Regions from separate parts of the Mus musculus genome. Here region 1 is linked to region 2. A link is a contact called in public promoter capture Hi-C data. All regions are on one chromosome and are shown on one strand. The core of a region is the stretch at or near the end of the contact, and the rest is flanking DNA. Distances in the headings are between cores, read along the strand shown.

Evidence for each region. Promoter capture Hi-C pulls out the DNA fragments that hold promoters and counts their contacts.
Region 1: a promoter capture Hi-C map of liver shows a contact between it and region 2, with 2.4 times the contacts expected there. The contact joins the enhancer-like site here to the promoter of Trp63 in region 2. A contact is called at or near these places in 2 of 39 promoter capture datasets (hippocampal neurons and liver), 1 of 484 Hi-C or Micro-C datasets (nephron progenitors) and 2 of 9 other capture datasets (adipose tissue and embryonic stem cells).

Annotation. Positions count from the first base shown.
Region 1 is chr16:25,874,263-25,880,393 of GRCm38.p6, forward strand. All of the region lies in intron 10 of Trp63 (transformation related protein 63), which reads left to right. Among named protein-coding and RNA genes, the nearest start is that of Gm24928, 170 kb to the left of the region's middle. Within about 2 kb of position 1,574, at least 4 of the 459 cell types and tissues checked have an H3K27ac peak or open chromatin away from gene starts, as enhancers often do. A contact at or near this core is called in liver, where this site is marked.
Region 2 is chr16:25,681,760-25,688,005 of GRCm38.p6, forward strand. Trp63 (transformation related protein 63) reads left to right here and starts at 2,006. Exons shown (of 14, transcript NM_001127259.1): 1 at 2,006-2,592. The coding sequence starts at 2,531.

The DNA of each region.
Region 1 (6,131 bases), core at 324-2,823, 190 kb after region 2:
AATATGCTTCCTACAGGGTGGCAATAAAATATGTTCAGTCTAATTGCTGCTTTAATTCTCCCATACTGTGCTTTCTCTCTGCTTGCCTTGCACTTATGCATGGGTTCGTTCGTTCGTTTGATTGTTTGTTTATTTATTTATTTATAATCCTTCATAGTTACCTTCATGATCATAGGCTATATGGAAGCAAGATGTTTAAATCGAGTTGCTATGATTCAAGTCATTATAGACTTATGCAGGCTTTACACTGTTTAAGAAGAAATTATACTTCCATTAATATGTCCATACAGGTATAGCCATAGACAGTTATGTTTATTAAAGCTGGAATCAGATGGAAGGGTAAATTGAATCAAATTACTATTATTATTATTATTTACTAAATTCCACTCCCTTGCTGTTCCACAGGCGTGGATTCTTAATGGTACACTGAAGTTATTTGACATCTGTTTTATCAATCCTTTTTTTTTAGATTAAAGACCCATATGATTTGTATTTTTGTTTGTGTTTCCCTGTAATTCACCCTTCTTGCCCCTTCTGTCCTCGGGCCAGTGTGACTGTCTTTTGCACAACTGTCAGTTTTCTCTAGAAAACTACATTTTGTTTACTATGGTATAAGATTCCATTAACTTATAATATGTCCCATGATACCCTGAGATGCCCTTCTATAGTACGTCTTGATCATAGCTCCATAGTAACAGAAGCCAGATGATGCTGTGTCTGAGAAGCATCTTCAAGAGTGCTTCTAGCCTCTCACTCAAGACAGGGAAAACCAAGCAAGCCCACACAGCAGCTAAGGGTAGAACACCTTTAGAACCAAAGCTCTTTGCCAGGCTCATGAATGTAAGGAGATGGTGTTTTCAAGATTATTGATGAATTTAGGAGAGAGTAAAAGGTGCAGATATCCAAACTGATATAAATCAAAAATGTACTTCTAAATTAGATTGTAAGGTCACCCATTTTCATAAAGTTTGTTGGAACTTTCTAGCTCTATAGACTTGGAAACAACAGCAACGAACAGCCTGATAATCTCATGGCATTCACGCCAACAACTATAATAAAAATCTGAATTTTTAGAGTTGACACAGGGCTACTTTTGAACTCCACAGCCGGATTATTACATGTTCAGGACAGAGGTTTACTAGCTCTGAATCAGTGATGTCAAAGAACCTCAAAGGTTCATTAAATTCTATTAAGTCATTTCTCCAAATGAGAATATCTCCTTGTAGAACTGTCCTTGATTCTAGGTCTGAAAGTTTGAACCCGTAGGGTGTATATAATCCTGCCTTCACTGGAACACTGATGTGATCAATTGTGATCAATTGTGATCAATTGTGATGTGGCAATTGTATGAGGCTTTACTATCAGATACAATCCATCCAAGCTTTAAACTTTCAAGCAAAGAAACCTGAAAGCCGAAGCTCTCTTAGGAATAACTTGCTTCCCCCATGATGTGTGTTCAGGCATTATATACATATAAAGATACCAATTCTCACTGCAGTTTGAGTGTGGAAATGTCTTTGTTCCTTTGAAGGTACTAAACAAATAGGATTCAAAAAGCCAGTCTGGGAAACTGTTCCCAAACTGTTCACCAGGTTGCATAACCTTTAGCCAAATAAAAGGGCTTATTCTTGGCATCCCATGGCATAATTGATTTCTTAATTATGCAAAAGTTGCTTTCATGAGTTTGATATATGCATTTATAGGCCAAGTTTGTGACTGAGAGGATTAAGGTATTTACCACCTCAATCTGGGCACACTCAAAATGCTCATTAATAGTTCTTTCCAGATGCACGATGACGCAGCCCCTAACACTGATAAGATCATATTTCTTCAGACTTCAGAGTTTGGCTAGACAGACCAGTAATGAGGTATAATAATTGGGTATGTGACATTTTTACAGAGGATCAAAGTTTATTCTTGTTTTTGCATTCCCTTTGTCAATTAATTGAGTCCAGTATACCCATGCCAAGCCCTACACTAAACACTGGACCTGCCTGTCACCATAATCCTCAAGTGAGTCACCTTGTATTAAGAAATGGAGATGACTGGGCCCCCAGCTAACCCTTAGACAGGACCTGGGAAAGTGTATTTTGAAAAATATGATTCTGATGTAGTCTGCTGATTAGCTGCCCTTTGCTTTGCCTTGCATCTTTTTTTTACATAAATTGAGAATAGAACATTCTAGATGGTTTTAGAGGAGGATTTTAAAAGGAAAGGATTTTTAAAAAATAAATGGCTTTTCCGATTCCCTGCTCCATCTGCACTATGATCATGAAGGTAGGAGATGGGTGTGTTTCTGTGTTCATTGGATGTGGATTCCTGAGTCCTAAGCCTTCATTCTCTTTCTCTGGTTCCTCTCTACAGTCTCCTTTCAGCCTGCTTCAGGAATGAGCTTGTGGAGCCCCGGGGAGAAGCTCCGACACAGTCTGACGTCTTCTTTAGACATTCCAACCCCCCAAACCACTCCGTGTACCCATAGGTCCCCAGCTATGTGTTTGAGTTCATGTGCTTGTTGTGTTTCTGTGTGCGTTTGTGTATATGCACATGCGTGTTAGTGTTTCCAGCCCTCACAAACAGGACTTGAAGACATTTTGGCTCAGAGACCCAGCTGCTCAAAGGCACACATCCACTAGTGAGAGAATCTTTGAAGGGACTCAAAATTTTACAAAGCAGAGATGCTTTCTGCACATTTTGTATCTTTAGATCCTGCCTTGGTTGGACGGGAGCCGCGACTGTGCTTGTCTGTGAGCTTTCTATTGTTTTCCCAGGAGGGAGGGGGAATCCATTGGGAAAGAGGCATTGCAAAGTTTATTGGAAACCTTTTCTGTTACCTCCTGTTGTGTTTCTAAAACTCATAATAAAGCTTTTGAGCAGGTCTCAAACTTTAGGTGTATTTTTAAGAAAATAAGAAAAAAAAATCTGTCATTGCCTGTGCCTAAGCAAGTTGTGTTGACCGAGAGACTTAGGCCTTCTTAATGCTGGAGTTACATTGTCTTCCTACATGAGGAGAAAGTCCACTAAGGCTTTTCCAGGTCTGATCTCTGCCACTGTATGTTAGCATCTGCTATGATAGTCTTCCTTGCATCGAGTCCTACTCCCCCATACAGTTGTTTAGGTGCCAACGCTGGTAAGCTACTTTTGTGGTGTTAATGGGAGATGAAACTACCAGGCAAATATTGCCCCCGGTATTTGCTTACCATTATTCAGTGCTGGGAGAGTTCAAAGTCTCCTCACCAAATCTATGATTAATGGGTTTAATTGGAGCTGCTAGCTCGAAACCCTGCCTACCATAAAACCAACCAGATTTCTCATTAATGTCCACGTGCATTAACTGGCAGGCCTCCTCTCTGAGCAAATGATGTCTAAGCACACAGGTGTTAAAAATCAACACTTCTGGCTACAGATTACATGGAGAGAGCTAAGTTCTCTTTCCTTTTAAAGTAGTTTCCAAACTCAAAAAGAACTGACTGAATCCCTGTTTCCTTCTTCATCATCCCTGCCCCGTCCTGCGCCAACTAGGTCACCAGTGCTTTGTTCTCTGTCACCAAGACAACGATTTCTTATGATTGAGGCTGCTGCTTTGTGGATGTGTGGTTTTAATTTTCAATAAACTTTTGCATCTTGGTTTATCTTGTAGTTTTTGTTTCTGTCTCTCTTGTTTCCCCAATTAGAGTATAGTCCCAGTGCTGCAAGTGCTCCGAGTGGGTCTACAAAAGAAGAGGGAGAGGGCCGTCACTGTGGCCCTCTTCCCATTTCTCCTGGGATTTTATTTAAGATACTATATCCCAGGTTAACATTCTGAAGGTTAGCTATGCCTTGAAATTCACAAATGAATTTCAAACAGATTTTAACCCTGTGCATGATTAAATCCTAAGGTGCCAAAAGACATCTGAACAAGTCTTGAGTTTTGTTTCAAAGCACTAAATTTACTATATTAAGTTTTGGCTAAGTCCCAATTTATTAGATAATTAGATTTAGGTGCCATAGACTTTAGAAAACATTTGACCAGAGTGGGACCAAAATCCAAAGTTTTTTGGTTTAAATTTTTGTGTACTCTGAACTTTGTATCAATGTAGTTAATATTTCAAAGGAAGTTTTTCTAAATGCACCAAAGCAAGTAACAGATTAAAAACACAAGACAAAAGTATCTTGACATGAGATTAAAGTGTATTGGTAAATGGGGATGCCTCTGCTATATTTCAGTTAGTAAATTTAAGTACTTGGGGAAAGGGCTTCAGTTAGTAAAGCCACAAGTACTTGGGGAAAGGGCTTAGATTTTTGACCTTTCTTTCAGAACTATTTTTCTCCTTTAGCCTATTGTCATGTAAAATTTTCATGTACTCCTAGTAACCTTTATATGCATGTTTATATTTAAAATGATAGAATATATTTTGATATTTTGGTTGGCCTTCTAAAGACCTCTTAGTGCCCTTGGTTTTTGGAAGCAAGGTTACCCAACATTCAGGCCACAGAGAACTAGCTATTGGGAAATGCTTAGAAGAGGTATAATTATTTTTCTACATCTTTCTTTTAGCCCTCTTTAATATTCAGGATGTCCATCTTCAAAATTCCTATTTCCACATTCAGCATTCTAGAAATGGCTTGGAAAATACATTCGTCCAATGTGTCACCAAATTTCAGCTAAGCGTTTTAATTAGTAAAGTGAAAAGAATTAAATCAAGAAAAAGGGGGCAGTAAGCTTTTGGACAGCCATAGATAGAAGCTGGCACTTATCATGAAGATTGTCCTTCCCAGCACAGCCGTGAGAGGTAGAAGCAAGTTGCCTAATTTCTAATTTCAGATCATTTAAAGCAACATCTTACTTTCAGCAAAGCATACAGAAGTTTGTGGTTTTACTGTTAAGAACTAAGAATGGTGGACTGGGAACAATCGAAGTTGGTGGTTGAGAATTTGAAAGCACATTTAAGGACTTAGGTTCAATCTGCACCACTGAAAACCAAGTGGAAGAAAACAACAGCAAACGGCCTGTCTTGTCTTTACTAATAATACTTTCCCTTGAGACTAGAACTATAGGAGACTTACCTGTTTGTATCTCTACATTTCTCAGTTCCTAGCAAACTCTATGGAAGTAAGTCTCTACAGAAATGCCCTCCAATGGAAACCACAATACATTTTCCTGCAAAAAGCTGTTGTTACCACATTTTTGGTTATTTGACCTCTGGTTGGGGTGAGTGACAAGGACAGAGGGACAAGTGAAGAAGTCAATCAACATGGCATAGCCTCTGTTTTTGTTTTTATTTAGTCTGCTAAATTTGGGGGGGTCTGTTTACTGACTTTGCACTTGTTATAGCCAAGGAGTTGACTATTTTTCAGGACCTTTAAATGGGATGTGACTTTATTCAGGATCATGTTTTTTTCCTAAGTGTGTGATGGCTGTCCATTTCAGACACTGTAGCGTTAGTAATGATCACAGTATCATGACCTTTGCCTTTGTGCCTGTAAGACTCACTTTTGTGTTCTAATATGTGCATTCAAGATTTATGACACTTTTGACATGATCCCAAACTATGTTTTATACTGACTCAAGTAAGAATCTGTGTCAACTCTGTCCACTTCTTCCTATAACTTCATAAGTCGGTATCGTCCATTCCCTTTATTAGATACTAGAGCATATATTGACCATTTAGGTCTGTAAGGGAAGAGGAAAGGACCAAGATTCTTAGGTGTTTATAAGACACTGGACATTGTCAAGGACTTGCACATGATCTCCTTCAGACTTCATAGACACGCTTGCAGAGCCCGAGGCTTGCCAGAAGAAAATGAGGCTCGGGTGATACTAGCATCAAATCCAGTCACTTTATACACTCAGCTCCCATCTAGTATAGAACAAATATTTTGATTGGCTCCAAAATTTGCATTCCTTCTCTGCTCATGGTTGCTTCTACCTCTCTTCCCAAATTTACATTGATTATAGTGAAAAATAATAGTAGCTAACAAGGTAGTTAAACAAAACAAAACAAATCAAAACAAAACAAAAAACAATGACCACAAAGGTAATCGAGTTTTCACAGGGTGTAGAAAATAGCAGGAAACTCTGAAAGTGCAAAGACAAGTGTAAAGTTTGTCAGTGTATTTTTTTTTTTGTCAGTGTATTTTTATCTTCCCAATTG
Region 2 (6,246 bases), core at 756-3,255:
GCTCATGTGCTCTAATGTGTTTGTCATCCTGAGGAGCTTGCTTTTCTCCTTTAAGTCAAGTTAACTCTGTTTATTAACTAAGTAGTGGGAACCAATATCATTCATAATTAATCTATTGCCACCTAATAATCTGCCTTCTGTACTATATATATGTGTATATATATATATATAATTTTCTATAACAACTGCTGATATAATGGCATATGCTCTAAATTATTTTAAACTTAAACCTTTTAAATTAAATTCTAAAACTTGTAAGTGAAAATATGTATGAAGAGTACTTGAAGACTGGTTATGTGGAAGTCCATGACGTTGAACCATGATATAAATTACTTTGACAAGTTCTTTCTTCTTTTCAGCAAGCACTTAATTATAAATACAAGGCGAAAGGTGAGCTCAGAACTTACCACTTCAGATCTGGTACTTGGGCCAGCCATCCTGGCAGAGTCATCCCAGGGTTAGAAATGGAATCTCAAACCCCACCCTGGAAATAACCAACCAGATTTTGCATGGACAAGAATTTCAAGTGACTCGCGGGTTTATTAAAATTTAAGACAGTCTCCACTAGAAATCCTAGTCCTAGTCTTTCTTAATTTTTCACGATTGAGGACTGAACGCAGGGCAGGGCCTTTTCCACACTAAACATGTGCTTTGGCATTAACTCTATTACCCCCTCCCATTCTTGTGTTCTGGGGGACAGCTTAAGCTGCCTTTGGCTAGGAGATCATTCTTTCTATGCCTTCAGAGATTCATCTCACAACTAAGAGTAGACAGGCCCTGTGTGATGAAACTCCCCCAAGTCCATGGCCATAGGAAATTGATTATTCTCAATTTAAGAACTTTATAATCAGGTCATCTGTATTTGCTCAGAGGAAGAAAGCCAAACACTTGATTCCAATGAGCAAATCTATAATTAATTAGTGAAACGATCTTTGCTCAAGTTTAACATTTTTTTTTAGAGCAAGCTGTCAGATTTGGCTGGAGCGCAGGCCGGCATGTGTGTGAGTTTCACAATTCACAGATGTTAGACACGCTCAGTCTGAGTTAAGAAAGAGAATGTCAAGTTTTAAATAGCTTCTCCCTGGCTGGAACAACAAATAAAACATCTTTATGAACACATTTTGAAGCAGAATTTCTTACAGGAAAATGTCAGATTTCTCTTCAGCTTGTCTCACAACTTTGACATTTTCTGATGTCACTAGTTTGCAGGTGTCTATGGCTGTGGCATGAATGGAGATATGTACGTAACATGTCAGTGACACTTGGGCACACAGCTCTAGTTCCCTCTTGGACTCTATTCTAATTTAGCTTCTGAATCATATTTCATTCAATTTCTAAATCCACAGAACCAGGATTGGTTTACAGCCTACATTCAGAAAGGAAACAAATTCATTATCATGGAGACTTTGCCTGATAATATATAATTCTTTACAATATAAAGAATGTCAGATTTTATAGTAAAGTAGGTAGAAGGAGACTAAAAAAAGTTAAAAGTGAGGCATAATAGAATGAGACAGAATGATAAGAGTTTGAAATAAACTTTATTTTTCCCCATTGACAGGCCATCTAAAATAATTCTAAATAAATATGAAAACAATAAAACAATTAGGAAACATTGTAAAAGAATATTAACTCCTATTTTTATATCACATAAAAATCCTATTACTTATATCTGTATGGTTAAAAAAAATCACTGCAGGCTATTTTCTTTTATTTGGGACAGAAACTATTTCTAAATACATATACATGATCTCTCTCTCTCTCTCTCTCTCTCTCTCTCTCTCTCTCTCTCTCTCTCTCTCTCTCTCTCTCTCTCTCTCTCTCTCTCTCTCTCTCTCGTTGAAATGAAGAGTGAGTTCTAGGTTAAATATAATCAAGGAATTTCCCTGTCTTTGCTATTTGAGATTGTGACCACAACAGGCGGTTGGCTGAAAGGGAGGCAGAAGGGGGTGGGGGTGGGGCAGGGAGAAGCCGAGAAAAAAAAAAGTCTCCTAAGCGTCTCTGCAAAACATTGTAGCCACAGCAGAACTGACAGGAGCTCTCAAATCAAGTCAGAATACAGATACAAGGAGATGTTATTCAGTTGGAGCAAGGGGGACATTTATTAGCTCAGTGACAAGTCCTGGCTTCTGTGATTAAACTCTGATGCCATTCATACCAGCACCCAATCCCAAGCAAGATCAGAAGTTCAGAGATGCCTACAAATTGCCAACAAGTGTGGCCACTCTACGTCAAGGGCTCTAAAACTGTGGCAGAGAGGAAGAACAGCTTTACAGGGGGTGCCCAGCTGGTAAGAATTGACGGTTTATGATGCTCTGGTTACTTGAAGACTCTCATTGGCTGAAAGGAAGAAACGCCCCGCCTCTTTGCAAATCTGAGTAAAGGGGGGAAGTGTCTAAACTTCTATGTCTGATGGCATTTGACCCTATTGCTTTCAGCCTCCTGGCTACATACCTAGATATTCTCAGGTGTATATGTATATTTTATAGAATTGCTTCCCATCTGTTGGTATCAAAGAGAGTTGAAGGAAATGAATTTTGAAACTTCACGGTGTGCCACCCTACAGTACTGCCCCGACCCTTACATCCAGCGGTGAGTTTAAATCTGACCTGGCGTCTGTCAAAACTGAACTGGTGTGCCTGGTGTATTCTGAGTGTTTCTGCTGTGTACTGAAGAAGCCCTCCTTGTTTAGCGAGCATAATAATACTACTTTGGACTTTGTATGGACTTAAAGTGGTTTGTAGATATCTTTTCTACAGTTATCTTATACTTTATTTCTTGAGTTACTAAGTGACAAAGTTTGAAGACATCCATGTTTTTAAATTTGTCACACTATTGTACTCTATAAGGAGAGAGAGTGGGGGAGAGAGAGAGAGAGAGAGAGAGAGAGAGAGAGAGAGAGAGCATGTAGCTCGGGTAGAAGATGTGGGAGGGTCAGGGAGATGTTGGAGGTTGGAGGAGGGGGATGAGATTATCAAAGAATTAATTAAAATATTACTTAAGATTGTCACACCATTTTAAAATGTTAAAAAATTTTAAAATGTACCACGTGCCATGCTCAGTCCCACCCACCAAAGAAAAAGAAATTTCATTGGACAGGGATATAATAATCTATTGGGCAATTTTCAAGTCAAAATAAACATTGGAAATTTTGATTTTTGTCTTAAAACTAAATAGCCATTGTTATGTGAAGCAGATTGTGGCTTGTCATTTTAGCTCTAAAGAATATTTTCTCTTTGATTTGTTTCAAAACAAACATCATCTTTTGACAAATATGACTTCCTAAAACCTGTGATGAAACTGAATTTTGTTTGTGTTTGTAGAAAAATATTTACCTTGCACTGAGAAGGAGTATTAGCAAGAGTTCACAATAGTGTGCCTCTGTCGGGGGAAGAGACTGTTTCAAATTAGAGTTTGCTATTTTTAAACTGGTAAATGAAATCCGAAGAGCGTTTCCCGTGTAAAGTTATGGGAGACATTCACACCATACAAAGCACTGTGATGTTGTTAATTTAACGGCATGAGATTTGAATCTGGAATTTGGTACTTTGTAAGACTTAGGAAAACGGCATGGTTAGAAAGGGGTTAAAGTGACACTTGCCACCTGTGCCTACTGGAGGCTCACACTAGAATCTGAGCCCTGGCTCTGGGCAGGACTAGGTTACCATAGCATTGCCTTGGATTGTGAAAGGCTATTTATTTTCACCAGTATAATTCACTCTCTTGTTGGCCTGACTCTTCCTCTTCCTGTGAGGTTTCTGGTGGGAAAAACAGACGAGGAAAGATACATGAAATGGAGAATACAGAAAGAGAAGACAGACTACAAATTCAAAGGAGAGCAACCCAACCAGATTGCTAATATCTCCCAGGTTGAAATGTGAAATGTGAATGGTTTCTTAACTCATTCGTCCGTTGTTTTCTCTACAAGTGTCTGTCTTAGGAAAAAAACAAATGGACCCTATCTTCTTAGATGACCTAAACAAGAAATTTAGTTGGAGCTGGGGACAGGAATGACAGACAATAAAGCCCAAGTATTGAGATCTCAAAGACCTTCCTGCAATCACCAGCTTCAGAATCAACATTTCTAAGAACCCAGCTGTGACTCAGCAGCAGCCCTTACCATGTCTCCTCCTGGCCCTCTCCTGAGGACTGCATTGGATTCACAGCAGCATTACAGATTCCTAGCTTATGGACTAGTGCGCTCCTTCCCTCCTATACACATCCATCTGCAGGCATTTCTGGTGGTGGATCACACACACACATGTGTATGTATGTGTGTGTGTGTGTGCGTGTGTGTGCGTGTGTGTGTGTGTATGATTTATAAATTATATACATTTATAAATAAATATATATATATAATATATAAATTGAAATGATTTTAAATTTTAGAGTGCCTTTATTTCAGTAGTCTTCCCAACTTGGGAGAAGGCACAAGAATAAGTACAGAGCTGTGAGACTGGTTTAACATGGTCTTGGAAGATTGATAAAAAATATTTTCTTTAGCCTAAACTGTCTCCTCACTTACAATAAAAATGTAACCATAAAACAGCCCAGAAAGATGGAAGTGCGGATACGAACCCTCCTTTGGAAAGGTGCATGCGTACAAAAGTTCATGAGAATGAGAATATGGTGGCTCATGGCTTGTATTCCCAGTGCTCAAGAGGCTGAGGCAGGAGGATTGCAAATTCTGGGCCAGTTAAAGAGATCCTGTCTGAAAAGAAAAACTATCCATTGTCATCATTATTGACATCTGATTATCAAACTTACATATTTGATGACTCAATGACTCCTTAGGCATTTAAACTTTTATATAGATTAGCTTCCCACAGGTTACTATTACTTCTTCTTAGAGAATCAATAAGGAAGTGAAATATTACTGGGGAGAGAGGAATTGGAAGAGGGGAAAATATGATCAAAATATATTGCATGAATATGTTTCTTCAATAAAAAAAGAAAACCGTATATGAGCACATGGAACCCAGCACTGTTCTCTCTGCTGTCCAATGGGTGAATACTGTGAGTTGATTTTTTTCTAAGCAGACAACGCTGGTAGTTCTCAGTTTACAAAATCTATTTTAAGAAAGACCAAATTTAATCATTCCATAATCATAGTCATCTACATACTTACACTTGTCTTTGCTGACCTTGTCTTTGAGAGAAGCCCAAAGACGACTTTGGATGTTATTGTTGTATTAAGGATAGGGTAGGCTGATACTTTTAACTCCATGCTATGGTGATTCATGAATTTCTTTTTTATATAGAATAGAGCCCACAGCATGCTTTTATGGCTAATTGATGAGTACCAAAAAAGAACTGTTTAAATATACACTTTAAAGCACTATAATCTACTAACAATTTCTCAGGTTTTTTGTCTTCTTTCCATCAGAACACATTAAGGATTTGGTTGTGTTCTGAATCAATTTTAATTTATGTCAGTCTTTGCAAAAACTCTTCTAAAAAAAAAAAAAAAGAAAGGCATCCATCCATCCATAGAACGTATTATATTTGCATTTGGAGATATTGGTGATTACAAAAAAAAAGAAAAGGTGGATAAAAGGACAAAGTCTGTCATTTCATTCTCCATCGAATTTTTAAAAAGATCCTAGAGCAAGAATAAATGGTGCAAAATCAGCAAGTAAGTCAGTGGATTAATTTCCTAGTAAACAAACCTTCGCACAGTAAGTCTATCTGCTATTTTTCACCAGATGAATACTCAAAAGAAATGTAAAAGCCAATATCTAGACTCCAAGTTGCTGTTTGTGGTATAAATTGTGTCCCTCACGTTACTTTCTCTAATAATTAGCGTCTAGCTTGTTAAATACACTTTAATTCCACTCTGTGACACATTCATTTCTTTTGAAATATCTTTTCAAATTTTAAGCCCATGACAATTAAAATAAATAAAGATTACATTTTGAAATATTGTGATAATTGAAGTAAAAAGAGGTAGACATCATTACAATGTGATCCATTTATACAATATTCGTACTCCTTCTCTCAGCCTCTATTCAAAGGCTGAGGCTAAAACATCAGAAGAGTGTTTCTCATATAAATCAGTCTTTTGTTTGTTTGTTTGTTTGTTTGTTTGTGTGTTTCTGCTTAAAGGTTGACTTTATTAACCCTGCTTTATAATAGATCCTAAGTGGAAGGGTGGTGACGGAGCAGGACCAGAGGAAGCCCACTTCCTTTGTGTGAGAAAACTCATATAAAGGCAGAAGTGTGTCTCGCACCGGCATCGCCGTTTGG